Linked DNA regions of Mus musculus: all the other regions are linked to region 7. A link is a contact called in public HiChIP or PLAC-seq, capture Hi-C and promoter capture Hi-C data. All regions are on one chromosome and are shown on one strand. Each heading gives the region's core, a stretch centred on a gene start, on an enhancer-like site or on the middle of the called end of the contact. The rest is flanking DNA. Distances are from core to core; before and after follow the strand shown.

Region 1 (3,485 bases), core at 89-2,588, 1.1 Mb before region 7:
CTCCAGAGTATGCATTGCTCTTACTCAAGAAAGTCTTTTAAAGAACTAGTCGGTCAACAAACTCCCAGATTAGTAAAACTACTCTCTTGGATGATCAGTGTGCCTTCGGATCCGTTCTCTCACTTCCATGAACTCTGAAGTTAAAAATCTTAGTTTTGCTGTTTGGGCTGTGCAATTCTGGCCAAGTCTCTCCATCTTTGAAGCCTTGTTTCGCTCCAATGTGAAACACCAATCAGAGTGCCTACCCTCACAGGGCCAAGGAGAATGAGAGAGGGATGTAAAATGCTTAGTGTCAAGCACAAAGTCAATGCTTGGCAGAAGCAACCAACCCTTTCAGAACAGTGAGCACGATGCTGTGGAGTACGCTGCAGACAGACAAAGGAAGAGACCCAGAGGCATGCTGCAGCACTTGGAAGAAAGCCAACCCCTCTACACTCAGGCTGCCGTCCTGGTGAGACTGGTTTCCTCAGAGAAAGCTCAGAGAAGCGCACGGCTCTCCATTCAGAAGACTACAACGGTCCCTCCGTCCCTCTGGTCCTTCCAAACCATCTGCCACCTTCACAAAAACAGCTATCTTCTGGACCACATTACTTTGGAGTTTAACATTCTTCGGGGACTCCCCACTCCCTGGATAATAATGTCTAACTCCTTAGGAAAAGCACAAAAAGCCCTTGGACCACATTCCACTGACTTCTCTAGGAAGTAACCCCCCATCCTTCGTTACCTAACCCCATCTAATGATCCCCCATTTGTAATCCTTTGCTCCTTAACTACCCACCAAACCATCCAGTGGTGTCCCATCCCTCTAAGCCCCTCCCTCTGTCTGAGTGCCCTTCTCTGTTGACTTCTCTAGCAAAATCCTATGCTACCTGCAGGCTTCCTTCCCCCCCCCCCCCCCCATCCAGGCAGAGGTACCACCACGCAGTCACAATCCTTCTATCACTGAGAACTCCTTTAGTCAACTGATTCAGAGTCTCTAGTACCAGCCAGCTATCACGCAGGGCACCGTGAATATAAAAATAATAAATAACAGACTGTCTTGCCGTCATCCCTCCCCCTCCCCCCAACTAGCCTGGGAGCTTACTGGGGACAAGGGCAATCTTATTCATCTTTGTATTCCAAACACAATGCCGTGCATGTAACAGGAGCTCAATAAAATTCCTGTTGGGAAAAAAAAACAAATGAAGCATTCACCAGACTATACACTCCCTTATGCCCGAGTACTTCACGTACCAAAAGTACACCGGGTACAAGGTGCTTTGCCAATGGCCCATCAGTGCCTGTGACGTGATATATAGCCTACCTCCTTCATTTGACTGGAAGCTCCCTGAAGGCAGGGGCTGTGGCCTGTCTCCTTTCCTTCCTCTAGATCTCCCCCTGGCGCTTAATACAGAGCTCGGCTCACTGGGGATGGTCAATACTGTTGGCTAAGGCAGAATTCAAGGGTGACACTGCAAAGAGGCTTCCCAGTGAACGGTCTTGAAGGAGGACTCGAGAGCTTTTTACCTGAGCCATGCTGACTTCTCACTTAACGAACCCAAAAAGTTCAGAAGTTCTCTGTCCCAGTTTTCCTTAAGACACTGGTTGTCTGAAGAACCGTCACCAAATCACAGTAACGGCTCCTCCCCGTTCTTTCAGTTCCTTTGCCATATTGAACTGTCTTCTCAAAGAACTCGGTGTCCTCCAAAAGGAAAACAGGTGTCCCAAGAATCCGCAGTCTCTCTCTGACTTCTGCCTCTTGTCGGAAGAAACGAGAGTCTACCAGTCTTGGTTTCCAAGTTGAATTCTCTTGGTGAAGCTCTAGGTCTGTTCCAGAAACCTGAAACCAGAAAGGGAGATGAGGCCCTTAGGTGTAACATCTTCAGGCCAAACAACGATCGAAGCTCCCTCAACTTATTTTGCTGGGCGTTCTGAAGCTCAAAAGGAGGACATGAGTCGAGAGCTTTCTTTCTAGGTCAGTAGAAGAAACTGGCCTCCTGGGCCGAAAGAGCAGCCAACGGGAGCAAAAGTAAGTTGGGCCTCCTATAGAGAGGATCTGCCAAGAGAGTAAGAGCTGGGATTTGCCATCTTAGGAACGGAAGAAGGGGGCGGAGGCCCTTTGGGGCTTTTGTGCGGAGTGGGCCGGCCTGCAAAGCTGGCACTCCACAGACGAGGGCAGAACTGTGTTGGAAGGAAGCTCGGGAGGCCTCCGCCGAGCGCCGGGGTGGCTGGCAGTGCCCGCACGTGAGCGTCGCTCGGAGTCCGCCCGAAGGTTCGTAAATTCGCCGCCGCGGAGGCGGAGGGCGGGCGTGTGTGCGCGCGCTCTGCAGGCAGCCGCAGCGCGCAGCCCCGGGAGCGCCGAGCCGCGCGCGACCTGCGTGCTCGCGCCCGCGCTTCCCCCCCCCTTCCCGGGCAAGGCCCCCTCTCCCGGCGGGGCGGTGGGGGGCGGGGCGGCGGCGGCCCTCCCCTCGCGCCCCCTCCCTCCGCCGCGCGCCCCTCCTCCGCCGCGCTCCCCTCCCCCCTCGCGCGCGGCGCCCCACGGCCTGCGAGCTGCTGTCCGCCCGCTCGCCCGCCCGCTCGACGCTGCCTCCCCGCGGCGCGCGCCTACCTGCCTGGCGCGGCCTCCCGCCGTCTCCTCCGCCGCGCGGCGCCCCCTCCAGGCCCCAGGCACCCCGTGCCAAGCCCGCGGCCGCCGCTCCCCGCGTCGGGACCGAGGCAAGTTTACAAACACCAACCCGGGGCCCGTTTCCCCGGAAGCACTTCTCCGTCCCCCTCCCCCTCTTTGCCAAGCGGCCACATCCACTTCCGGGCTCCGGAGCCGGGACAGGAGGGGGGGCCCTCCGAAAAGGGGTGAGGCTGGGGACGCGCGGAGAGCTGCAGCTGGCGAGCGGGAGGGGGACGGCCCGGAGGACCGGAGGAGGGTGGTGCGAAGGGCGGCGCCTGCGCCGTGGCGCGCGAGCGCCCCGGCCGCCATCTTCACTGAGGGCAGCTCCCAGGCTCGCCTGGAACCTTTAGGGAACCTTTAGGTACTGAGTGTTCTTTGAGAAGGTTCGCTAGGTGCGCTGGTTGATTCTTGCAGAATCTCCGTCTCTCTCCTGACGCCCCAGGTAGAAGCCGGGACAGTTCGTACCTCTGATCTTTTTTTTAAAGCTTGGTGAGGTCTGTTTTTCCGGTGCCTGCTGCTGTGGGGTGCAGACCTGCAGACTGAGGTCAGCTGGGAGGAGAGTTGAGCCGTTGCGCAGTCCTGCGGTACACACTAAACCACAATCTGCATGTGAGTCTCAGTGAGTTCCCTCAATAGCCAAGGCAAACGTGCTCCGGCCCCGCAGTCTTGACCTAGCCAAACTAGGCTTCCTTTCAAGAAAAGGCCTTTTTTCCCTTCAGTGGACTAGTCTTGTTGGAGATTTGGAAGTGCGTGTTGTCCTCTGGGCCAGGCCCCCTTTGGAAATTTGAGCCTATCCTCGAATACTAGCGCCCCACTTGTAGCATTAGAGAGGAGTTCTGCT
Region 2 (3,800 bases), core at 485-2,984, 1.1 Mb before region 7:
TAGCTGCACTCTTTCCCAGACTCACCTCTATCCTGGCTCCTGGACCCCCAGTGGCACCCCCAAACCTAGCCATCTGCCTCTCTCTAACTTGCCAACTGTCTAGACCCTTAAAGCCTCCACCTCGGGCTGGTGAGATGGCTCAGTGGGTAAGAGCACCCAACTGTTCTTTCGAAGGTCCAGAGTTCAAATCCCAGCAACCACATGGTGGCTCACAACCATCCGTAATGAGATCTGACTCCCTCTTCTGGTGTGTCTGAAGACAGCTACGGTGCACTTACATATATTAATAAATAATAAACCTAAAAGAAAAAGCCTCCACCTCTTATCCCCTTAGACTCCTCACTCCTACAGTTATTGCCTCTCTCAGTGATAGAGACCAAACCTAAGGCCTCCTGAAAGCTGGGCAAGCATCTTGACACTGAGCCGCATCCTCACACACCCTTCTTACTGTACCAGATGGTCTCTTAAATAGACACCGTCTTATTTTTTTATGGTGATCTATAAAATGGCAGCCATAGGAAGTTCTCCCCTCCTTCCGAACGTCACGAGTCCTTAATCCAGTCCCACATGCTGTGGTGACCCCAACCAGAGTCATTTTCACTGCTACGTCATAATTGCAATTTTTGTCACTGCTATGAATCGTAATGCAAATATCTGATATTTCTGATGGTCTTAGGCAACCCCTGTGAAATGGTTGTTCAACTCCTATGGGGTTGTGACTCACACAGGTTGTGAAACCCTGGATTAAAGAATACAGCTAAGGAGTTTTACTACTTCATGCTAACGGAGAGAGAGCCAGGATTTTAACTCAGGCAGGTTGGCTTCAGAGTCCAAATAGCTTAGCTGTGGTACTCTCAGGAGTCGAGACTTCTAGGGAAAGACCTTGATTCAATCCAGGTTATAATTAGTTAAATTTATTGATACTGGTAGCAGGACAGCAATCTCTGAGCCAAATTAGAGTCTGCCACTCAAAGGGGAATAAGGGATGAGGAAAGGATTTTTAAAAATGAAGACCACAAGACCTTGAGTATCTGCATATGCAAGCCAAGAGCTGTTTTGCTCTGCCAAGAGGTAGTAGTCAAGGGGACCTCAAAGTAGTCCAGAATGTCTGCACAAGAATGTCAGAGAAAACAAAACAAAACAAAACAAAACCAACAACAGCGACAAATACCGATTCTATCAAAACAAGTACAGATGTAGGCTTGTGGGTGAAGGCCGGTGTGTCAGGGTTACTGGGAACTTATTTTCCTGGCAAATCAAAAGACAAGTGGCTATTGGAACCAAGATGGATACCTAGCACGAAAGGCAGTCATCACAACTCAATGGCCCCTGAGTTTTCCAAAGGAACAGAAACCACCTTCCTTCATGTTTCTTCCTGTCTGCTCCTTCCTCTCTGTGATACTGGAGAGAACATTGAGTTTTGGAAGGAAGCTGAGTTGGATTTAGATTACAGCCCAGCAGCCCCTTGCTACCTGTGTGACATTTTGCAAAGTCGATCTCTCTTTAGAGTCTGGGCTTCAATCTCTGCGTCTGTGACATGTGTGGGGGCAGGGGTGGGGGCACCGCCACTATCCGGCGCTGTTCTGGTGACCCTTCCTTGTACTTCTTTAGCACAGGAGCAGTGCTTAGTAGATGGGACTCCTAGGTCCTTTCTTTACCCAGCCCACTCCTATCTGCTCCACCTTCTGCTAGATCAGCCACCCTCCAAGAGTCCCCCCACCCCAGGGTGTGTCACTTCCTCCTCTGCTGCCTCTCCATCTGTACACAAGGGCTGCCACTGCCACCGGCGGAGGAAGGGCTGCTCCTCCTCAAGCACCTGTGAGTACCCTCAGGGCAGCAGCCCACCCACCTCCTCCTCTCACCCAGGCCTACTTGTTCCCTACCTCTCTGTGATCTGGGCTCTCCAGTGCTCTGTCTAGTCTTGAGAAAGGCTCTGAACCCCCTTCTGCACTCCTATGGTCCCCACTATTTCTTTCTCGGTTATCCCAGCCTCCTGCTGCTCATCCATTTGTTTCTCCAGTGGAGCCAGAGGGAGGGAAGGAGATTGCGATGCTATACGTGAGTGTTTTCTGAGAGCTAAGGCTTACTTACTCTTGTGCTTCTCCCAGCATCTCCTGTCTGTCCCTGGCTGCTATCTTTGCAACTTGATGTTTTTTGCACAGTCCAGAAGTCTTCCCACTTGGCACCTTAGCCACAGACTCCACATTCCTGGTCTACTGAGGCTTGCACTGTACATGTGCATGCTCACACACATGCACACACACACACATGCACACGCACACATACGCATGCGTGTGTGCATGGAAGGAGACAGGCAGCAGGTGGCAAGATACATGGATTGCCAAAGAAGGGAGAAAGGGACAGAATTGAGAGGGGCAGGAGAGGTCATGTATGAGTTCAGAGCCCCCTTTAGGAGAGATGAGTGGACTTGATGTCTCTGTCTTGTGGGGGGAGTGGAAGTGAAGCCCCATCTATGAGATGAGTCAGAACTAAATTTTGTGCTGCAGAGTCTCGAGCCTCCCTGACCACAGCGCAAAGCACGCAGGTCTGAGGTTTCAGTGAGGTTAAGCCTGGGGTCAGCCTCTCCCTGAGAGCAGAAGCTCTGTAATGTACTACACCCATCTGAGGTCACATGGGGTGGTGAGCAGGATGGGGTGTTCAACGGCTCAGTACCCCACCCTTCCCCATACTCCCTGTAAAGAGCATCAGTACCTGAGTCTGGACCCAAGCTGAGGGGGTTGTGGTTGCTGGCTAGCAGGCTCTTGTACACTGCTGGTGGCCATGGGAACACCATAGCACAATCCCTAGGGAGCTTACGCTGCAGTCTCTACTTACCAGTGTTGCCGGCGGGTACTGCCAGTCTTCCAGAGGGTTCCTTGAGAGTCATCTGCACGTGTGTGATGGCTGCATGTGCTTTCCTTGTGTGTGTGTGTGTGTCATGATTAGTCACAGTAGGCAATTAGAAACCATTACATTTTTGAGACTGGAGAGAGCATTCGGTGGCTAAGAGCACTTGTTGCTCTTGCAAAGGATCCAGGTTTGACGCCCCCCTCAGCACCCACATATTGCTTAACAACCATCCATCACTGCATTGGCAAGGGACCTGATGCTTCTGCGCTCTGGGGGCACGCGTGACGTTAGACACATCAAGGAGAAGGAATTAATCCGACCAAAAAATATTAAAATCTAAAAGAAAGAGAAGAAACTATGAAGGTTTTAGGTGAAGTCGAAGGTGGAAACGAGGGGTTTTAACATGCTTGTCAGATGCTGTGCTAGACATCCATCAGACCCCAGATAATTGAATGTGACGCCCATCATTTTAGGTTAACTACTTGTTAACTCACACAGAGGGAGTTTATAAGGAATTACGGGATCTCTCTATGTAGTCCAGGCTGGTCTAGAACTCCTTATGTAGACGAAGCTGGCCTTAAACTCACAGAGATCCACCTACCTCTACCCGCCCTGCGCTATCAAACATGGCTCTGCAGCTCCAGTTCTGGTTTACTAATGCTTAGCTTTATGTTACTACCACACACACACACTCTCTCTCTCTTTTTTAAAGATTTATTTATTTTATATATGTTAGTACTCTGTTGCTGCCTTCAGACATACCAGAAAAAGGCATCATATCCCCTTATAGATGGTTGTGAGCCACCATGTGGTTGCTGGAAATTGAACTCAGGACCTCTAGAAGAGCAGTCAGTGCTCTTAACCACTGAGCCAGCTCTCCAGTCCCCATATTGTCTTGAATAATGTAGCATTATTAATTTTGATTAATGAAAATGTCTTTTGAGACATAT
Region 3 (3,591 bases), core at 616-3,115, 1.2 Mb before region 7:
CTTCTACAGCACCATGTCTCCCTGGGTGCTCCCATTCTTCCAGACACAGTGACAGTGGACTGAGTCCTCTGACTCTAAACCAGCCCCAAATGAAATGTTTGCCTTTACAAGAGTTGCAGCCGGGCGTGGTGGCGCACGCCTTTAATCCCAGCACTCGGGAGGCAGAGGCAGGCGGATTTCTGAGTTCGAGGCCAGCTTGGTCTACAGAGTGAGTTCCAAGACAGCCAGAGCTAAAAGAGAAACCCTGTCTCGAAAAACCAAAAAAAAAAAAAAAAAAAAAAAAAAAAAGAGTTGCCTTGGTCATGATGTCTCTTCACAGCAATGAAACCCTAAGACAAAACTATGTGTATGTGTATGCATCATGTGCATGCCTGGTGCCTGCAGAAGTCGGAAAAGGTTGCTGCATCCCCTTGAATTGTTGTCACCTACACCATGTAGATGTTCGGAACCCAATTGGGTTCTCACTGAGAGCAAGTGCTCTTAACTGCTGAGCCATCTCTCTAGTTACAAATTATTACTACTTTTAAACTTACATGTATTTGGTCTGTGTGTGTGTTTTCACAAGTGTGCATGCCATGGAGCACGAAGGTCGGAGGACAACTTCTGGGAGTTGGTCTTCTCCTTCCACCCCATTAGTATCAGAAAGTTAGCTCAGTGTGTATGTGTGGGTTTTACGCTCTGCGTCGTCACCTTGCCGGCTCTATTGTTACTTAAAACAGTCTTCACCACTTTGCTATTCTTAGGTTTCTCTTTCGACTGTCATTTCCTGGTGGAAATGACAACAGGTCATTTCAACAGGAGGAAACAATCTACCTTTCACTATTAGAGATGAGCGGCAATTAAGGTGAAATTGAAAAAAGAGGCAAGTTCCCAATTTCAATATCCTAACATTTTTTCTACTGGCTTTAGCCAAATGCCAGCTTTGTCTCCATATTGACATCTCTAAACAAAGAGAAACACAACATTTCAATTCTTCACCGAACTCTGATACAAAGTATTACATGGACACTGGTGCAACGTTAGACAAGTGAGCTACGTTAAGTGTTCGACTGTTCTTAAAATCAAAACTCTCCCCGCTTTTGGGAAAGACTGTGGAAGAATGTAAGGTAGCATTTCCCGTGGAAAGGATACAGAACTCGTCAGTGGGACCAGTAATTCTTTTCCTGTGAAAGTAATAAAGACAAACAGCTGGGGAAGGCTAGCGGCTCCCACGCGAAGACGTTAGGGGAAGCTCCCAACAGGGCTCAGTGTTCACAGACAGTGAAAAGAACACAGCAACTGAGGAAATGTCTTGTACATTTTAGTTTTCTGTAGGCAACATGCGGGGGCTCCTGTGGCTACACACACACTAAGTAACAAACAGTTTTCTTTAACGAAAACTGGAACTAGGAAAAAGCGAAGGAGAAGCCGGCATCCCCAGGCGCCCTCACCCGCCTAGCCCATACCCTCGTTGCTCTTGTTCAGCACGTTCAGACAGTCCTTGGCTTCCACGTACTTGGTCTGGACCACCTTGAGCTGAGCAATGGACGTGGACAAAAACTCCACTTCCTACAGAAGCCGGGAAAAAACAAGGGGTCAGCTCAAGAAAGCGGGGCCCAGGCTGAGGGGGCGGGACCCGGGACCGGATAGGGGTTTCCCTGGGAAAGGAAGCCTCCCCGACCGGGCGGGCGGTCGGTCGGAGGATATGAAGCGCGAGGAAGGTGCTGGGACAGGTCCTCACCTGGTCCAGCTGGTTCTTGAGCATTTCCAGTTGTGGCAGATTCAGCTCCGTGATGTTAATCGACTGCGCCATGTTGGGAAGGAGGACTGCCGAAGAGGAAGCCGCCTGGGCGAGTGACGCTCTAGCCGCCCTCCGCGTTACCTCCGTGGTGCCGCCAGGGGATACGCTCTGCGCCCGTCGTCTCTATGATCCTGTGTTTCGGACCCGCTTTTCGGATCTCAAGCTTAATTAGAGAACGCAAGTTTTTCTTTTCTCAGAGTACACTAAAGCTAGCACGGTAATTTTGGCTTCCTGTCCCCATAACTCTAGGTTCTGCTGGCCTAGAAGTTTTGGCTCCAGAGAGGGGAGTGCTCCTACCAGGAGCTACAACAAACATTCCATTGAACTGGAAGCTCAGACTTCCCCTTGGTCATTTTGGGCTTCTAATGCCCTTAAACCAACAGGCTAAAAATGGAATAACAGTGTTAGGAGGGGTGATAGATCCAGATTACCATGGGGAAATTGGATTACCTCTTCACAATGGTGGTAAGCAAGATTATGTCTGGAGTGTAGGAGATCCCTTAGGGCGTCTCTTAGTACTACCATGTCCTGTGATTAAAGTCAATGGGAAACTACAACAGCCTAATCCAAGCAGGATGACAAAGGACACAGACCCATCAGGAATGAAGGTATGGGTCAATCCTCCAGGAAAAGAGCCAAGACCTGCTGAGGTGCTGGCTGAAGGTGAAGGAAATACAGAATGGGTAGTAGAGGAAGGTAGTTATAAAATTAGTTAGCAAACATGGCTTGGGCCTTCAAGGGACTCGAAACTCTCGGACTCACGACACAACCACAAGATTGTAAAGCGGTATAAGCTACTGCGCGTTGTTGGGACAAGCCCGCGACAGGACAGCAGGGAACCTGTGTTCTGACAGTACCACTAACGCGCTTTAAAGGATAAAGTGCAAGTGCCAAAAAGGAACAACTGCCAACCAACTACATTTATTTTTATGTCTCAGTATATATGCAGGCAAACCAAACCTAGGTCCTTTGAAAGAGCAACCTAGTGCTCATAACTGCTGAGTGTCTGTCTAGCCCCACCATTGTGTGTTGGATAGGAAGGGTCTGTGTGCTTCCCAGCAACTTTTTTTTTTTTTTTTAACAATATCAGCCAGATATTGGTGGTGCACACACACTTTTATTTATTTATTTATTTATTTATTTATTACATGGAAGTACACTGTAGCTGTCTTCAGACGCACCAGAAGAGGGCATCAGATCTCATTATGGGTGGTTGCTGGGATTTGAACTTTGGACCTTCGGAAGAGCAGTCAGTGCTCTTACCCACTGAGCCATCTCACCAGCACCCCCCCCCCTCCCAGAAACTTTTAAAGGTGTAGTTGTTGCAACAAACCATATGAGTAGCAAACCCCATTGAATCTGCTGCTGCCATTGCCAAAGTGTAGCAGCCTTGGTGGGAAGGGCAATGGTTTCTAAAATCATCCAGGATTCAAAGGCAGTGGAAGGATTAAAAACATCAGCATAGCCCTATCACTACCTTTCCTTTCTCCAGTGTGAACACTTTAACTGCCAGGGTATTGTTTTGTAGCACTGGCTAGCTGAAACTCAAAAGTAAAGACTCAGCTGGCCTTTACCTCATAGGGATGTTTGCCTCTCACTCTGTACATTTTGTTTTTGGACATAGGGTTTTCTCTGTATAGCCCTGGCTATTCTAGAACTTGCTAAGTAGACCAGGCTGGCCTCTGCATGCACCACAGGGCCACTTTCAGTATTTTGATGGCCCTCTATTCAGCTTCATCACCCAAGCTCCAGCAGCAAATTCTGTCCTGCTTATGTAAGCAAATTCTCCAATCTGCTTACATCACAGAGCA
Region 4 (3,631 bases), core at 650-3,149, 1.1 Mb before region 7:
GGATTCCCACGCCGCAGCTACCATGGCCACCAATAAGGAGAGACTCTTTGCGCCCGGTGCCCTGGGGCCTGGATCTGGTTACCCAGGAGCAGGCTTCCCATTCGCCTTCCCAGGTGCACTCAGAGGGTCGCCACCATTTGAGATGCTGAGCCCTAGCTTCCGGGGCCTGGGCCAGCCTGACCTCCCCAAGGAGATGGCTTCTCTCTGTGAGTCTCAGGGGTCTTGGGGAGGAAATGAGGGCAGATGGGTAGGGTGTGATCTAGAAAATGGACACCCTTGTTGGAAAGGTGGGCAAAGATGAGGGTAGTGGGGGTGGAGTTAGATGTATTTGAGGATAGTATCTATGGATGGCAGTTCTGTTTAAATATGATCTCAAAGTAGAGGACCTAAAACTGCCTCCTGGGGGACTCAGCACAGGAGGGGTCACAGTCCTGTGGACACCTGAGCTTGCTTGTGTGTCTAGTGTCCTTTAAGGCTGCATGCGGTTGGGGGTGGTCGGGAGGACAGGCGGGGGACTAGAGAATCTGAGAAGTCAGTCCGTCAGCTGTCTCTGTGATGAAGAAGGGCTGTTGGGTTTCTAAGGCTGCCAATAGGAAGGAAACTTAGTGCCCGGTGCGTAAAGACGTATGGGAAAATGCCTGAAGGTTCTGAGGACAGAAGTAGCCCAGTGGCAAAGAGGTAGCTCTTGGTCTACAACATATCTAGACTGGAGCAAGGGTTACTGGGGAGTATCCTCTCCTTAGTCACATGTTTCTGGACTCCTCCCCTCCCTCCTGGTCTGGAATAGTCCCCACACGCTGCAGACCCCTGCTTGTCCTGGGGCCTGTCCTCTTTAGGTTAAGCTTTTCAATGCTGCCAGCAAGTAAGGCCTGAGCTTCCTCTCTCCCTCTGGGACCCTTCTTTGCCCACTTGGTGATTGTCACTCCTGACCAGGACATGACAGACAGGGGTGTGGTAGGGGGCCTCGGACTCCAGTTTCTGGCACAGGGCTCTGTGTATACAGAAGAGGTTAAATGAAAGGTTTGCCAGGAGCAGGGCAATAGAGACAGAAAAAGAAAGATGAGTACACAGTCTTTATCATGGTGGTTCACACTTTTAATCCCAGCAGTCATGAGGGCGAGGCAGGGATCTCTGAGTTTGAGACCAGCCTGGTCTACACAGAGAAACCTGTTTCAAGGAACAACAGCAGCGGCAACAATAACAATAAAGGTGTAGCCGGGACACTGAGCCAAAGAGAAGGAGGGCCTTTAAGGCAAAGTGGGGACACTGGTGTGCTTCGTATATAGGGGTGACTTTATCTGGAGTGTGTGTGTTTGTCTCCCAGTCCACTTGTAGTGTATGCGTACACAGCATCTCGAAGACTGCTTCTGCACAGAACTCCAGTGTATGCAACAAAAACTGTGAAGAATCAGGAGGGTTGAATATCAAGAATGTAGGGGCTACTTGTGTGGCTGTAATACAACGGAGGTTACAGTGTGGTGTGCAGGGTGTGTGTTTGGAAACTTCAGCTGGACTCTCTGAGTGTCATTCTGTGAACCTGCCTGACACCAGGCAGTGGGAATAAGCCTTAACTCCCGTGAAACGTATTCCTTGCAGAGAACCACACAGCCTAATCATAGAGTCTTCCGACTTGATTTCCCCAGGTTCTATGGGAGGTGACTTAAAGGAGCTGAAGTCAGAAAGGAAGATGGGAAAAGCTGGTGGTAGGAAGGACGCTAAGAGACATGGCTGGTACCCAGTGAAAGTCTCCTTGTGTTCTTTGTATCCTAGATACAGGGAGATGGAGGTCAGGGTTCAAAGTGAGGTCACGGTATCAAAAGCAGCAGGCTGAGCCCCATCCTCAAAGGTCACCCTGAAGGAGAGCACCAACACCAGGGAAGGCAGCTGAGGAGGGTGTGGCGGGCTAGCATGGAGGGACAGGCCCAGGCAGAGAGGTAGCAGGTGGGGTAGGGAGGAGGAGAAGGCCTGGGTCCAGACAGTGTGCTTGGGGTGGGGCGTCCAGCTGAAGGGAAGAAGGAATCCTGGAGTTTAGGGACCCTCTCTTGGTGGGAGAGTAATGGACCAGAGGATGAGAGAGTGACATCTCTCCTTTGCTTTGATCCGCTGTCCCTTTTTGGATGTAGCCATCTAATCATAAATGGGAGGGGTGGATCAGAGCCATAAATCTGATGACGACACACCCATACTCACCTACACTGCAAGGAGCCTCTATCTCTCATATTCAGTGTACCACCCTCTTTCTTTCTCAGGATAAGAAGGGATGGTTTAAGGAGGGGCCTGAAGCTTCTCCTTGGGGGCTGGATTTTGGATTGAAGAGTCAGCCCCTGGCACCTTGGGGATATCCTTGGTGAGAAGAAATCTTGCTCCACCTCTTGGGGCTCTCCTGGGGCCTCAGTGGGTGAGGCAGGCATCATAGAACCCTGTCATGGAGGAGGGGAGAGGAGAGGGGAGCCTGAGCTGCCGAGCTAGGCAAGCATAGACCTGTGTGCATGAAAAACGGAGGGAGTGCACGCGCACCCGTGTGTATGCATGCATGCGTGCATACAGGCCTGCGAATGAAAGGCCAAGTGTCTGGACCTCCGTGTATCTCTCACGAACACTGATGTGTAGTCTATTTGCTTTTCCAGATTACAGGGGCAGAGTGTACCAGCAGAGAAAGGATCCTGTGGTCTTGAAGACCTGGCCCAGTTTGTCCTTCAAGTATTGTGGCGGTAATAGTCGCCATGGTGGTGGGGCCAGTGTCTGTGGGGCAGGGACACTGAGAGCAGACTGGCACAAGGAGAAAAGGGTTGAAGCTGGAGATGCCCAGACCTAGTCCAGAGGGGCAGCTATACAGGTGCAGACCCAGAGAGGGGCCAGGAGGCACAAGGGAAAAAAGTAAGGAAAGAAAGTCATGGCAGATGAGGGTGGCAGGCAAGCAGGCGGCAGCGAAGTCTCCTCCAGGAAAAAAACCCCAGTGGCTGCCTCTTTCTCCTCCCCTCCCAGTCTCTCCTCCTCCTCCGGCTCCAACTCCAGCCCCAGGCCGACACAAACGGGGCTTTGATTGCAACAGGAAACCTCTCCGGCGGGGGGAGCCGAGCTTGCTGCCGCTGCTGGGGCCCAGGCGGCACCCCCCCTCTCCTGGCCCCCTACCCTGTCCCAGCCCCCACCCTGCCAAGAGTGCCTCACGTCCTCGCCTTGGGCCTCACCCTCTCTTTCACACCTCCCTCTGCCACCCCCTCTTCTTGTCTTCGAAAGACCCCTCCCAGAGCTCCTCAGGTGGGACCTATCCCTTTAGGACTTACCCTTTTGGGCGGGGCCGACTTTGGTTTGAAATACCTCTTCAGTTTTTAGAGTGAGATTTTTGGAAGAAAGGGAGGGTTATTAAGCAGGGAGAACTCCAAGTGTGTGATCCTCAAACCTCACGAAAAGGTAGCAAGACCGAGAGAGAGAGAGAGAGAGAGAGAGAGAGAGAGAGAGAGAGAGAGGACTTCGCTGTCCCGCTCCCCCAACCCAGTCCAGGCCAAACTCACATTTTTTTTTTTTTTTTTTTTGCCAGGAACTGGTAGAGCTCTGAGGGGTGACCAGGCTAGAAGCCTCAGTGCTGTTGGCCTTCTCAGTGGGGGAGGGGCACATTCTTTCCCCCGGGACC
Region 5 (3,642 bases), core at 100-2,599, 1.7 Mb after region 7:
GTGGTGGTTTGAATAAAAATGGCCCCCATAGGCTCATATGTCTGAATAGTCACCAGAGGGTGGGACTCTTTGAAAGGATTAGGAGGTGTGGCCTTGTAGGAGGAAGTTTGTCACCTGAGGTGGGTTTTGAGGTTTCAGAAGCCCAGGCTAAGCCTGGACTCTCTTTTTGCCTATGGATCAGGGTCTAGCTCTCAGCTACTGCTTCCCACCATGATGATAATGGACTAAACCTCTGAAACTGTAGCAAGCCTCCAATTATTTTTTTAATGAGTTGCCATGGTTACCTGTCTCTCCACAGCAATAGAACAGAGACTAAGGGAGGCTGACTCCTCAGTCTCTCTCCTCACCAGCTTTCCCCACCCCAGACCACATTTAAAAAGCTTTTAAAGTATTACTATTTCCTAGCGTGTGTACACGTGTGTAGAGTCCAGAGGCGGATGGCAGGCATCTTCTTCGATCATTTCCCACCTTATCTTTTGAGACAGAATCTCTCAGTGGGCCTGGAGCACACACCAACGCAGCTAGGCTGGCTAGCCGGCAAACTTCAGAGATCTGCTAGTCTGGGATTACAGGCATACACCATTACACCCTGCTTTTTATGTGGGTGTTTGGGATCCGAACTCAGGTCCACGAGCTTACCCAGCAAGCATTTCCTGATTGAACCATTTTTACAGAGTTCGGCCCACTTTTGGTCTTAAGTTTATCTCAACACATCTCTTTCAATTTAACTCTGTTCTCCCATTTTCTTTCTTCCCCCAAACAGATACGGCTTAGTCACTTGCATCTTGTACAGTTTTCATTCAACAAGTATTTACTGAACAACCGTGCGCCAGGATTTATGATAAATATAGGAGGTTCACAGCTGAAAAGTATCAATGTAGCAACTCCATCCTCTGGAATGAAGTCTATAGTTACTATGTCTGTCGGTCCCCTTGTGGCACCTTAAGTGTTCTAGAGCTTCCAGCTACGTTTTCTAAACCAGGCTCAAGTTCCTGTGTCAGTGCATTGTTGTGTGACCCCGTCACAGGCCCCACACACACACATACTCCCCAGACAAGGAATCCCCCTTCCTTACAGCTCACTTTGTGTATCTGAAAAGAAAGAAACTTGGACCAACTTCACTTTCAAGACCCCCACAAACTCCTTGCTTTGGTCAGTGGCCCAAGGTTCAACTCAAGTTGGGCAAGTCCGTTAAGTAAGAGGGGACGATCACGGCCTCCAATAGGATACCGAAAGCCCCGACTAGGCACTGGGGTCTTCTCACCTACCTAAACTCACCTTCTTTCAGACCTCTACCCTAGGCGCATGCGCGCTGGCGCTGCGCTCGCCCCCTCCCTCCGCGGGCTCCAGACTTCCGGTTCCGCCCCAACCGAGGGACAGAGCGTGATGGCCGCAGACGGGACATTGTCAAGAGGGGGCGTTGGAGAGGCTGTGGAGGAAGAGCATCCGGGGGCTCTGGAACCCGGGGCCGCCCCGTTCGGAAATTTCCCTCATTATTCCCGCTTCCACCCTCCCGAGCAAAGGCTCCGCCTTCTGCCCCCGGAGCTTCTTCGGCAGCTCTTCCCTCCCGAGGGTCCCGAGAAGAGGCCGATCCTAGGGCTCGACGTGGGGTGTAACTCCGGGGTGAGTGACGCGGCAGGGATCGGAGCGCCGGGAGCCCAGCGATGGTCAGCCTCCGCGTCCTCCGTGGTGCTGGCCTGGGCGTGGCATCAAAACTCAAAGCCCAGAGTGGGCTTTTAAAGTATAGCCTTGACAGACACGTGCACGTCCCAGCCCTCCCTTTGGGGCCCCACGGCCGAGTGAGGAATTTTGAGCAATCCACAACTCATTCCAAAAATTCCCGCCAGACCGCTGGGGAGGAGGACCGTCTGATCTGGACTTCCGGCGTTTGCCTCCTCTCTTGCTTTGCTGGTCTTCTTGGCTGGGGAACGGGGATCCCCTTCCCTTCCCCCCCCCAAAAAATCTGGGAATCCTGATTCCTAAAAGATAAGAGCCAGGGTGACGTAATCACGGCTGAAACTTAAGGCTGTAGATATACAGTGCAAGACAGACCTGGAGCCAGATCCTTATTTACTTGTGCTAACAGAGTACAACGGTGAACAGTAGAGAGGGATCAAGAAAGAAAATAGATCATCCGGCCAGAGGAGGAAGCCTTAACCACCTTTCCCACCGCAGAGTGTTTTCAGACATGTAATGATTAGAGTCAAACCGCAGCAAAAATAAGGAAATAACAGTCTCGCCTATTTGTAGCTAGTTAGTGGATGTCCCAGTGAAGCGGGCAGTTTTATCCAACATTACAAATGGTTAGGACCCTCCGCCATTCGCTCCACATTCCATCACCAGAGTCCAGGGATAGACCTTTTGCCCACGTGTAATTCTAGCTCTCAGAAGACAAGCATTCCCACAAGTCTGAAGCTAGCCTAGGCTACTAAGACCATGTTTCCAAAAACGACAAAAAAGAGACATTGGTGGGTGGTGAAGACCTTTGAGGGTCTCAGTTGAGGAGAGCTTTTGGTTATAGACTACAGTAACCAGCTGGGTGTGTGTCCCTGTAAACGTGTCACCGTGGTATAGGAAACCAGCAGAAAAACAGAAAAGAAAAACATTTTTAAAAAAAAGATTTTAAAATTGTAAACAGTATATACAGAGCCACAGTAGAAAGGACACGGTTGCAATTGACTAAGGCAGTTGTTCTCAAGTTTACTTTTGAACATTTATTTATTTACGCATTTATCCACTCATTTTTGTTTTACACAAGTTCTCTCTGCCCTCAATATGGAGACCATGCCGGCCTCAAAAACAGAGTCCGATAGGAGGGAAGCAAATCAGGGTAGGAGGAAATTTAGTGGCGTGGTGTGGGTCCTTGTGCCTTCAACTGTGACTTTGAACAAAGTTAGTGTGACTGTGCAGTTTGTTAGACACACAGAATCTCAGCCTACCCCACCCCCACCCCCGTCTACTTAGCCAGCATCTGTATTTTAAGATGACCCCGGAGGTAACTTGTGTATTGTTAAGTTAGAAGGGGTTCTAGGAACTCAGCTCCATTCTTCAGAGCGCTGTTCTTTCAGAGGACCTAAGTTCCATTCCCAGCATCCTTGAGGGCAGCTCACAACCACCTGGAACTCTAATTTCAGCAGAGCAGAAGTCCTCTTCTGGCCCCTCTGGGCATCCGTACACATATTAGCATGTGTAAGCACTAAGACTCATGCATACACATACAAAAGATAATTTTTAAAAATAGTTAGAAAAGCCTGGTTTGAATAAAAGGAACTTTATGTAGCCGAAGTCTTATTATTAGTGTCCATGTGACTTTAGCTAACTAAGTAAATAACCTTGATCCATAATTTTTAAAATGTGGAGTTTAATGTGAATTATTCCATACTTTCATGAAAGTACATAAAACATAAGTCTGTACTGTACAAGTTATAAGGCAAACACCGTTGTGATCACTCTCATCGTCAGCCCCCAAAAACCTTTATATGTCGTTTCCTATTTTAAAAGCCCCTTTCACCCACAGGCAACAGTTAGCCTGTTATTGTCTTGCTTTTGTTTATATAATTCTCATTTTCTTTTTAAATTTATTTTTAAATTTATTTTTTAAATTTATTTTTATTTTTTTAAATCTTACTCATTTTCTAACCC
Region 6 (3,434 bases), core at 482-2,981, 1.4 Mb after region 7:
CACCTCACACTTTAAACATACCCTACTAGTTGTGAAGTTCCTTTATCTGTTGTCCTCAGACCGTAAGTTGAGATTACCATCACCGCTGTCCCCAGTTAGTTCCTGGCTATTAGCCTTGTAGCTAAGTTTTAACCAATGTTCAGGGCTCTCTGGCAATTGAAGGACAGTTTAGTCCTCTGAAAACTGCCTGGTCTCTGGTTTGTTTCCTTGTTTAGGTAGATTTACAAGAGTTCAAGGTTTGCTCTGACCATTTAAAGTTGAGGTGGGGGGCTGGAGAGATGGCTCAGCAGATAAGAGCCCTGACTATTCTTCCAGAGGTCATGAGTTCAAATCCCAGCAACCACATGGTGGCTCACAACTATCTGTAATGAGATCTGATCCCCTCTTCTGGGGGTGTCTGAAGATAGCTACAGTGTACTTACATATAATAAATAAATAGGCCAAAGCGATCTGGGCCCAAGCGGGCTGGAAACAATAAATAAATAAAAAAATAAAGTTGAGGTGGTTTGTAAGATAAGGAAATGAGAGTTCTGGAGTCTAAGTATTTTCTTTCTTTTTTTTTTAAGATTTATTTATTTATTATATCTAAGTATACTGTAGCTATCTTCAGACACTACAGAAGAGGGAGTCAGATCTCATTACAGATGGTTGTGAGCCACCATGTGGTTGCTGGGATTTGAACTCCAGACCTTCGGAAGAGCAGTCGGGTGCTCTTACCCACTGAGACATCTCACCAGCCCCTCTAATTATTTTCTAATTACAGCTGTTGGTCTATATGACTTTGGGCAAACTATTCTGCCTCTTTGGACTTCAGTTTATTCCTTCATAAACTGCTACATGACAGATGTCATTAAAACTAGCGGTCATTTATTTTCCTTTTGCCTTGTTGCTTTTTTTTCCCCCCATTACCTTCTGCCTCAAGAGGGGAGAGGAGGAACCTTTTGTCCTGTACTGTATGCAAACTGGTCTTAAAAGGAAGGGACAATTCTCTCCCTTTGGTCACCCAAGTGCGGAGCCGTCAGCTGTGAAACACTACCTCCCACAGACACTCAAAAGGGAATGGGGGTGGGATGGGGAGGTCTCATGAAGTTCATTTTGGCCCTGAACTTGCAGAGAACGACCCTGAGCCCCAAGTGGGATTACAGTGGAGGCTGGAATTACAGGCTTTTAATGTAAAGATATTTCAAAGCCTTGTGTTTTCTCTGAGAAAAAGTGAAGGTAACTTTTAAGGCCTAAAGCCAAGGAGGGGGGTGGAGATCAAGGAAGTGCAAAAAAGGAGAAGGAGGAGTAGGAGGAGGAGTATGAGGAGGAGGAGGAGGAGGAGGAGGAGGAGGAGGGGGAGGAGGAGGAGGAGGAGGAATCAACTAGGATGAACAGCACAGCCGGCTGGCTGGGACACCGGGACTGTAAGTGATGATCAGGAACGTATAGCCGGGCCGGGAGCCAGAAAGAACTTGAATCTGCTGGACTAGGAAGAGTGTTTCCAAAAGGGAGAAACTAGCCTGAGGTAGGGGTGTGACCATGGTGATGTCGAACCTGCTGAAAGAAACTGGGCGTGGCTCGGGCTGCAGGTGAGGGGCGTGACCAGGACAGGTGGGCGTGGCCAAGAAGAAATGGGCACGCGGGGCGAGGCCGGGACCCACATGAGGGGCCTGGGCTGCTGCGACGGAGAAGTGGGCGGGAAGGCGGGATGGGCGGGGAGGAGGCCATCCTTGCGGGAGAGGCGGGCTGGGCGGCTGGGAGGACCCAGGGACGGAAGAGGGTGGCCGTAGGCCGGGCCCCGCCTCGGGGCCGCCTCCCAGCGGGTTCCTTTTGCCTTGACTGCCTCCGAGGCTGTGGCGGCAGTGGCCGCCGGGCGCGCGTAAGATGGCGACTGCAGCAGCGGAAACCCTGGGCCTCCTGTGGGGTTGGCTGTGGAGCGAGAGCTTCTGGCTGCCTCAGAACGTGAGCTGGGCGGACCTGGAGGGCCCGGGCGACGGCTACGGCTACCCGCGCGCCCAGCACGTGCTGTCGGTGTTCCCGCTGGCAGTGTGCATCTTCTCCGTGAGGATGCTGTTTGAGCGGTGAGCGTTGCTGCGCGGGGCCGGGGATGGCGGGGGGTAGGGGCGGGACGCCTGGGCCGGAGACCGAGGGCCGGAAGCCGAGGCGGCGGGGCGGGGGAGCCGGGGAGCCCGGGCCGCGGCGGGGATGCTCGGAGCCCGGCGACGCGCCCCTGGAGCCTGCGTGCGCGCAGACCGCGCGAGTCTAGGGTGTGGGCGAGTGAGAGAGAATCGAGGGGAGTGCTGGGCCTCAGAAGTGCAGATCACAGAGTCGCATGGAGCTCTCGAAGGCTGCCTCCCAATCTCCAGGAACCCAAGAGTGAGTCGTGCTCCCGCAGTGCCCGGCGAGAGGAACGGGAAGGGCCTGGGAGAACCAGAATTAGCTGGGGTCCTGGAAGCTTGTGGGTTCAGTGCAAGCGCCAGAGCTTCCGAGCGACGTAGGTGGATGCATGAGATGTAATGTTTGCTAAAGTTACTTTACTTCTGGGGTTTGAAACAACAGGATCAGTTAGGCCCCAAGCCCTGATTTGTTAGCGCGTGAACGTGTTAGTATGACAGCAGACGTCTGGCTAGGATAGGGTGTGGTGAAGCCTGAGGCTTCCAACATTTGGGGAAGGTGTCAAGAGGAACTGCTGAACGGGCCTTGGAAGCCTGAGATGGGAGAAGTGGTCATTTTGAAGGCGATGGAGCCTGAGACTTTATTGGAAACAGCTTTGTGAACCAGCTTCTAAGGTGGTAGTATTCACAACATACTTTGCCCAGCTACATGCTCTGGGCAGAAGATCCCCCCCACCCCACCCCCACCCCGTTCTTCAAAGGGCTAGTCTTATCTGCTGCCAAAAAGACACTGTTCTTCAAGGATCTGATGCGATCTGTAATGAGGATCAATCATAGCTGTGTTTTTGATAAAGCTTACTCAAACTCCAAGGAAGTACTTTCCTCGTAGGCAGAGACGCCTTCTGTAAAAACCTTATCTAGAACAAACACGACACTGATGCCAGAATTCCTTTTCTAGTGTGGAGATGTGGTTAGACAAAATAATCCATTACTCAGAAGTATCTGTTTTGGATTACTTCTTTGATTTGTCTACAAGGGTTTTTTTTCTTATATCCAGCTAGTCACTAATCTGTATTTAGTAATACTATTTATCTCTTCTAAAAGTGCTATGCCAGACACTCAGATGCAAAAAGTAAATATATAATAAATAGATTAAGTGAAACTCAAAGTCTTTTCTGGGCCCCCAAGAATTTACAGTTTTTCAAGATAACCATCATTATCTTAAGTATCCCTGAGGTGGAGGTGGAGGTGCAGGCTTAGGAGAAAACTGGATCCTGCTATTCTCTTCCATAGTGAGGGCTGAAAATGAAATGCAAGAACTATCAAGAAAAGAGACAA
Region 7 (3,904 bases), core at 363-2,862:
AGGTGAGACCCACGAGAGTTACTCAACTGTGTGGCAAGTGGCACGGAGCAAGCCCTCGGCAGCCAGATGTGCCGGCACTGACCTGTATCCCAGCACTCAGAAGCCTCCTGAGGCAGGGCAGGAAAGAGACTAAAGCTGAATCAGGTGGACTGAAAATCTGAGGCCAGCTCTGTATCAAAAACAAACAAACAAACAAACACAAACAAAAAACCTCCCAACCATGGTGTCTCCTGATGTCATTGACTGACACCCTTCTCAGAGTCATCCAAAGCCTGAAGCTGACCTCTCTTCCACAAGCTGGGCACAGTTATCTCCCATCTGATAGGCTGTGTGAGCAAAACCACCCACAACAAAGAAGGATAATTGTGAAGACAGGTGGGGGGCCAGCTAGAGTGGTGAGGATCCAGAGAGGAAAGACCCTAGACAGACCCCCTAGACAGACTGACCCTGGAGGGTCAGAGAGGGGGCCGAACTCATCCAGAAGTTGCTCGTGAGCAGGGGAATGTGTCCTTCAAAGGAAGACCTAAGAAAGCAGAGCTGTTCTCTGCAGGGCTGACTGACTGCCTGGATCTCAGCCTGGGGGAGGGCCAGGAGTCCCTAAAGGGGAATGTCAAGGACACCCACGGCAGGGGAATTCTGTGACCCTATAGAGATAAGGATTGGGGTGCCAGGTTAAGTGGTCTCTATGAGGAGGTTCCGCAAGGGAAGTCGCTCCTATGTCAACAGAGCACCCTGGAGCTCAGGAGGGAAGAATCTTTCAGTCCCGTTTTACCTTTATAGATAAGGGTAGAAGAGTTAATCTCGGCAGGGAAGAGAAGCTAAAGGCCTCAGGATACCTAGCAAAAAAAGTTTTTTGATTCCCCATCCGTGCTCGACCCGCCCCCTTCCACGCTCAGGTCGGGGTAGCAGGGAGGTGTGTGTCCACAACCAGGGGACTGCTGACTGTCTTGCCCGGCTAAAACTGACCCTGCCACGCGCCGTCTGAGAGGTCTTTGAGATCCACATAAAGAAGGGTCCCCCTGAGACCAGGGACAGGTCTCCCTGCCCGGCCCAGCGGCACTCCGACTCACCTTTGGACAGGGCGACTCGACCCCCGCCTCTCCTTGCCGGAGGCGGCCGGGGTCTCACGTCCAGAGCCGGCCTGTGGGGCCGGGAAAGGTCTCGATCTGCGCGGCTGGCGCGGCGGCCTCCGGGGACTGGGAAGGGGCTGGAGCAAAATGTTTCTTATTCTAGCTTCTTCCTGCCTGGCCCGGCTCCACCACTCCCTCCTAATAACTCGTTTCCTATTGCCCAGTACGCCTCCCAGCAGCAGGGCTCGGCTCTAGAGGGCTGCAGACCGAGTGCGACCACCCCAGCCCCTCCCTGCCACGAAGGGACAGGCTTCGAACCCAGGCATTGGGGTCCCGTGCGTCCTGGGTAGGAACGTAGGGACTGAGCTAGCTGCGGAAGCGTCGCTCTAGGCCAGGAGAGGGTAGCCTGCACCCAGAGGCAGAAATCTAGATTCGTGAGGGCTTCAGGGAGGGACCCGCGTGAGGTAGCAGCCAACTTACCTGTGCTCACTCCTAAGGAACAGCGCTAAGAAAGCTGAGTTTGGGCTGGGAGTGTCTGCTCCAGAGTTGGCTCCGCCCTTTGGATTCTCCAGTTGGCTTAAATCTTTTTGCCTCCAAATTCCAGCCCTTCACCCTTAATACTTTTGTTCCCTTCCGTTGTCCACAGTGCTGGCCATCAACGCTCAGCCTCGGGCTAAAGAAACCTAGATAGGTCCGTTCTGAGTCAGTCTGGTCTGTGCACCTCAAGGCTTGACAGTTAGTTGTTCCTCTCCCTCAGGTCAGGGGTGGCCAGAATAGAGGGAAAGGCCACCTTGTCTTTTCTGTTCAGCCGTGTCCTTTTTGTCTAGCCGGGCTGGGACCCCAACCACGGGATGGGGGCGGGGCACAACTACCAGATGGGGAGCTTTAGAATTTGGGGCATGGAACCTTGTGAGGCTGGGACCTGCGGCTGGGGAGTTGGGCAGAGGGCTCGGGATGGGGAAGACAGGACACTCTTCCTCTTCCTGATCGGCAGTACAGGCTGGGACTGGGTGAAAATCTATGCTTTCCTGGGCAGGACTTGAGTTTTACTCTTAGCCTTGTGAATATCCTTGTGGGGGACCTTGAAGTAGTTCCACCAGCTGGGAATCCAGGCTAGTTGCTGTGACCCCACTAACACCTCCAGGGGCTTCAACCCCCCCCCCCCCCCCCCGCTACTAATGAGCATAGTGTTCCATCTTTCAAACGGTAAAAGATGGTGCCTATCTAAGTTCCTCAAGGAAGGAGTTTGTCGGCTAATATTTGAGAAGGCTAGGGAAGGGGTGGCCCTAGCCCAGTGGGAGAACACAGAAGCAATCTCTAAGGTGTCATGCCTGTCATGTAGATTTTGCAAGATGGGACAGAGGTGCCCTATCCTTTGGCAAGGATAGAGGCTGGGGGAGAGAAAGGCGGGAGGCTCCCACTGGTCTTACTTCCTCTGCTGAGCTCCACATGCTAGCAGCTTCTTGAATTGTGAGCCCCATGACCTTCCAGAGCCCCGGCTCAACCAAATTTCAGGGTCAGGACAGACCATGTCTTGCAGTACTATGGATTACAGTATCTGCTTTTCCAGATTGTGGTGGTCGCTTTGTTACACTCTATAGAACAGGGAGCTTGGATACATGACCATCTTCACACCCACTCTTCCTCCCACATGCCATGGCTTCCGGTAAGCCTTTCATTCTCCAGCCGGCGGCTCTCTGTCTTGAGTGGGACAGGACCCATGGGACCTCTGCAGCCCAAGTCTAAGGTCCGCCTCCTTGGGAAGGGGCAGATAGGGGACCATGGGTAAGGTCAGGAGCTGGGAAGTGGCTGAGGGGGTCAGTGGGGACTGAAGAGTTTCTGTGGGCAGGCCTGTGAAGTAAGACGGAGAGAAGTCAATTTAGGAGGTTGAAGAGAAGCTGTGGACAGGGGTGGCATCTTTCCCCTCTTCTTAGCGTTCCCGACACTGGCTGGTGCCTGGGCTGTTCTTGTGAACCCAAGCCTCCCATAGTGCACGGGGAGCTTGGGGCAGGGGCGGGGGATGTGGGAGGAGTGACAAGAGTTGGAGAAAGCACTAGGGCCTCAGGCCAATGAGGACATAGAAAAGGAATTACAGACTGCGTCCAAGTCTACAAGAATTAGTTGCTCACAAGGCCCAGCTGTTCCTATATTCTGAGGACAGAACGAAATGAAACAGGCCCAAAGAATTCCGATTTAGATCCAGGGACTCAGAAGACTTCCCAGCAGGGTCTGAAGCAGAGGATTGCTGATCCTCAGAAGTTAGTCTGAAGAACTTCAAGGAGGTCCTCTCTAGAGGCAGGTGACAACGGTTTGATGCAGAGGTGGAGCAATGAGCTTTCGGGGACCAGCACTAAATTCTCAACTGTGTGCTGTGTTTTTGTTTTTGTTTTTGTTTTTGTTTTTGTTTTTTGAGAACGGTCCCTAAAATCCTAGGCTGGCTGTGAACATGAGATCTTGTTGTTTCCACCTCCGCAGAGCTAGGATTCCATGTGCTTGCCCCAAACCTGTTTCAGGCCCCACTCTCAAGAGTGATGAAGGCCGAGCACGCACAGCCATTCAGAGCCCTGTGCTTGAGTGCTTTGTTGCTGCCACCATGAAATTCTTCATAGTATTCTTAATGGCATTTGGACCTTGGACACATAATTTTTGTTTTGCACCAGGCCCTACAAAGTATGTACCCCATCTGCATCAGGGTAGGCGGGGAGAAGAACAAAGGAGGGGGAAGCAAGCTGGGGTTTGCTCCTCTGAAATTCGAGTGGAAGAGGGGCAGCTCAGTAGTCAGGGCGCCTCCCTGGCACGTTCAAGGCCAGGCTTTTCAAACTAGAAAGACAAGG

The links. Promoter capture Hi-C pulls out the DNA fragments that hold promoters and counts their contacts. HiChIP or PLAC-seq counts read pairs in DNA pulled down with a chosen protein or histone mark. Capture Hi-C pulls out chosen DNA fragments and counts their contacts.
Region 1: a contact with region 7 is called in a capture Hi-C map of macrophages, with 3 times the contacts expected there. The contact joins the promoter of Csad here to the promoter of Acvrl1 in region 7. A contact is called at or near these places in 4 of 39 promoter capture datasets (3T3-L1-derived adipocytes, embryonic stem cells, hippocampal neurons and 1 more), 1 of 115 datasets of contacts at active chromatin or transcription factors (embryonic forebrain) and 1 of 9 other capture datasets (macrophages).
Region 2: an H3K27ac HiChIP or PLAC-seq map of microglia shows a contact between it and region 7, with 4 times the contacts expected there. The contact joins the promoter of Itgb7 here to the promoter of Acvrl1 in region 7. A contact is called at or near these places in 2 of 39 promoter capture datasets (hippocampal neurons and pre-B cells) and 1 of 115 datasets of contacts at active chromatin or transcription factors (microglia).
Region 3: a promoter capture Hi-C map of hippocampal neurons shows a contact between it and region 7, with 2.7 times the contacts expected there. The contact joins the promoter of Pfdn5 here to the promoter of Acvrl1 in region 7. A contact is called at or near these places in 2 of 39 promoter capture datasets (cranial neural crest and hippocampal neurons), 1 of 115 datasets of contacts at active chromatin or transcription factors (microglia) and 1 of 9 other capture datasets (adipose tissue).
Region 4: an H3K27ac HiChIP or PLAC-seq map of embryonic stem cells shows a contact between it and region 7, with 7 times the contacts expected there. The contact joins the enhancer-like site here to the promoter of Acvrl1 in region 7. A contact is called at or near these places in 6 of 39 promoter capture datasets (the 3T3-L1 cell line, hippocampal neurons, liver and 2 more), 1 of 115 datasets of contacts at active chromatin or transcription factors (embryonic stem cells) and 1 of 9 other capture datasets (embryonic stem cells).
Region 5: a contact with region 7 is called in a promoter capture Hi-C map of liver, with 5 times the contacts expected there. The contact joins the promoter of Bcdin3d here to the promoter of Acvrl1 in region 7. A contact is called at or near these places in 2 of 39 promoter capture datasets (liver and pre-B cells).
Region 6: a promoter capture Hi-C map of liver shows a contact between it and region 7, with 2.5 times the contacts expected there. The contact joins the promoter of Cers5 here to the promoter of Acvrl1 in region 7. A contact is called at or near these places in 3 of 39 promoter capture datasets (hematopoietic stem and progenitor cells, liver and pre-B cells).

The regions. Positions count from the first base shown.
Region 1 is chr15:102,202,905-102,206,389 of GRCm38.p6, reverse strand. It overlaps Csad (cysteine sulfinic acid decarboxylase), which reads left to right and starts at 1,338. Exons shown (of 18, transcript NM_001359126.1): 1 at 1,338-2,251; 2 at 3,130-3,253. Zfp740 (zinc finger protein 740) reads right to left here and starts at 2,745. Exons shown (of 8, transcript NM_001289691.1): 1 at 2,588-2,745; 2 at 1,304-1,819; 3 at 1,085-1,161.
Region 2 is chr15:102,229,869-102,233,668 of GRCm38.p6, reverse strand. It overlaps Itgb7 (integrin beta 7), which reads left to right and starts at 1,734. Exons shown (of 15, transcript NM_013566.2): 1 at 1,734-1,818.
Region 3 is chr15:102,324,390-102,327,980 of GRCm38.p6, reverse strand. Pfdn5 (prefoldin 5) reads right to left here and starts at 1,865. Exons shown (of 6, transcript NM_027044.3): 1 at 1,721-1,865; 2 at 1,446-1,548; 3 at 1,132-1,163. The coding sequence starts at 1,792.
Region 4 is chr15:102,248,994-102,252,624 of GRCm38.p6, reverse strand. Rarg (retinoic acid receptor, gamma) reads left to right here. Exons shown (of 10, transcript NM_011244.4): 3 at 1-206. The coding sequence starts at 23. Among named protein-coding and RNA genes, the nearest start is that of Rarg, 6.7 kb to the left of the region's middle. Within about 2 kb of position 1,899, at least 54 of the 459 cell types and tissues checked have an H3K27ac peak or open chromatin away from gene starts, as enhancers often do. A contact at or near this core is called in embryonic stem cells and stem cell-derived epiblast-like cells, where this site is marked.
Region 5 is chr15:99,472,437-99,476,078 of GRCm38.p6, reverse strand. Bcdin3d (BCDIN3 domain containing) reads left to right here and starts at 1,349. Exons shown (of 2, transcript NM_029236.2): 1 at 1,349-1,623. The coding sequence starts at 1,387.
Region 6 is chr15:99,770,812-99,774,245 of GRCm38.p6, reverse strand. Cers5 (ceramide synthase 5) reads left to right here and starts at 1,731. Exons shown (of 10, transcript NM_028015.2): 1 at 1,731-2,063. The coding sequence starts at 1,867.
Region 7 is chr15:101,126,230-101,130,133 of GRCm38.p6, reverse strand. Acvrl1 (activin A receptor, type II-like 1) reads right to left here and starts at 1,612. Exons shown (of 11, transcript NM_001277257.1): 1 at 1,551-1,612; 2 at 1,071-1,207.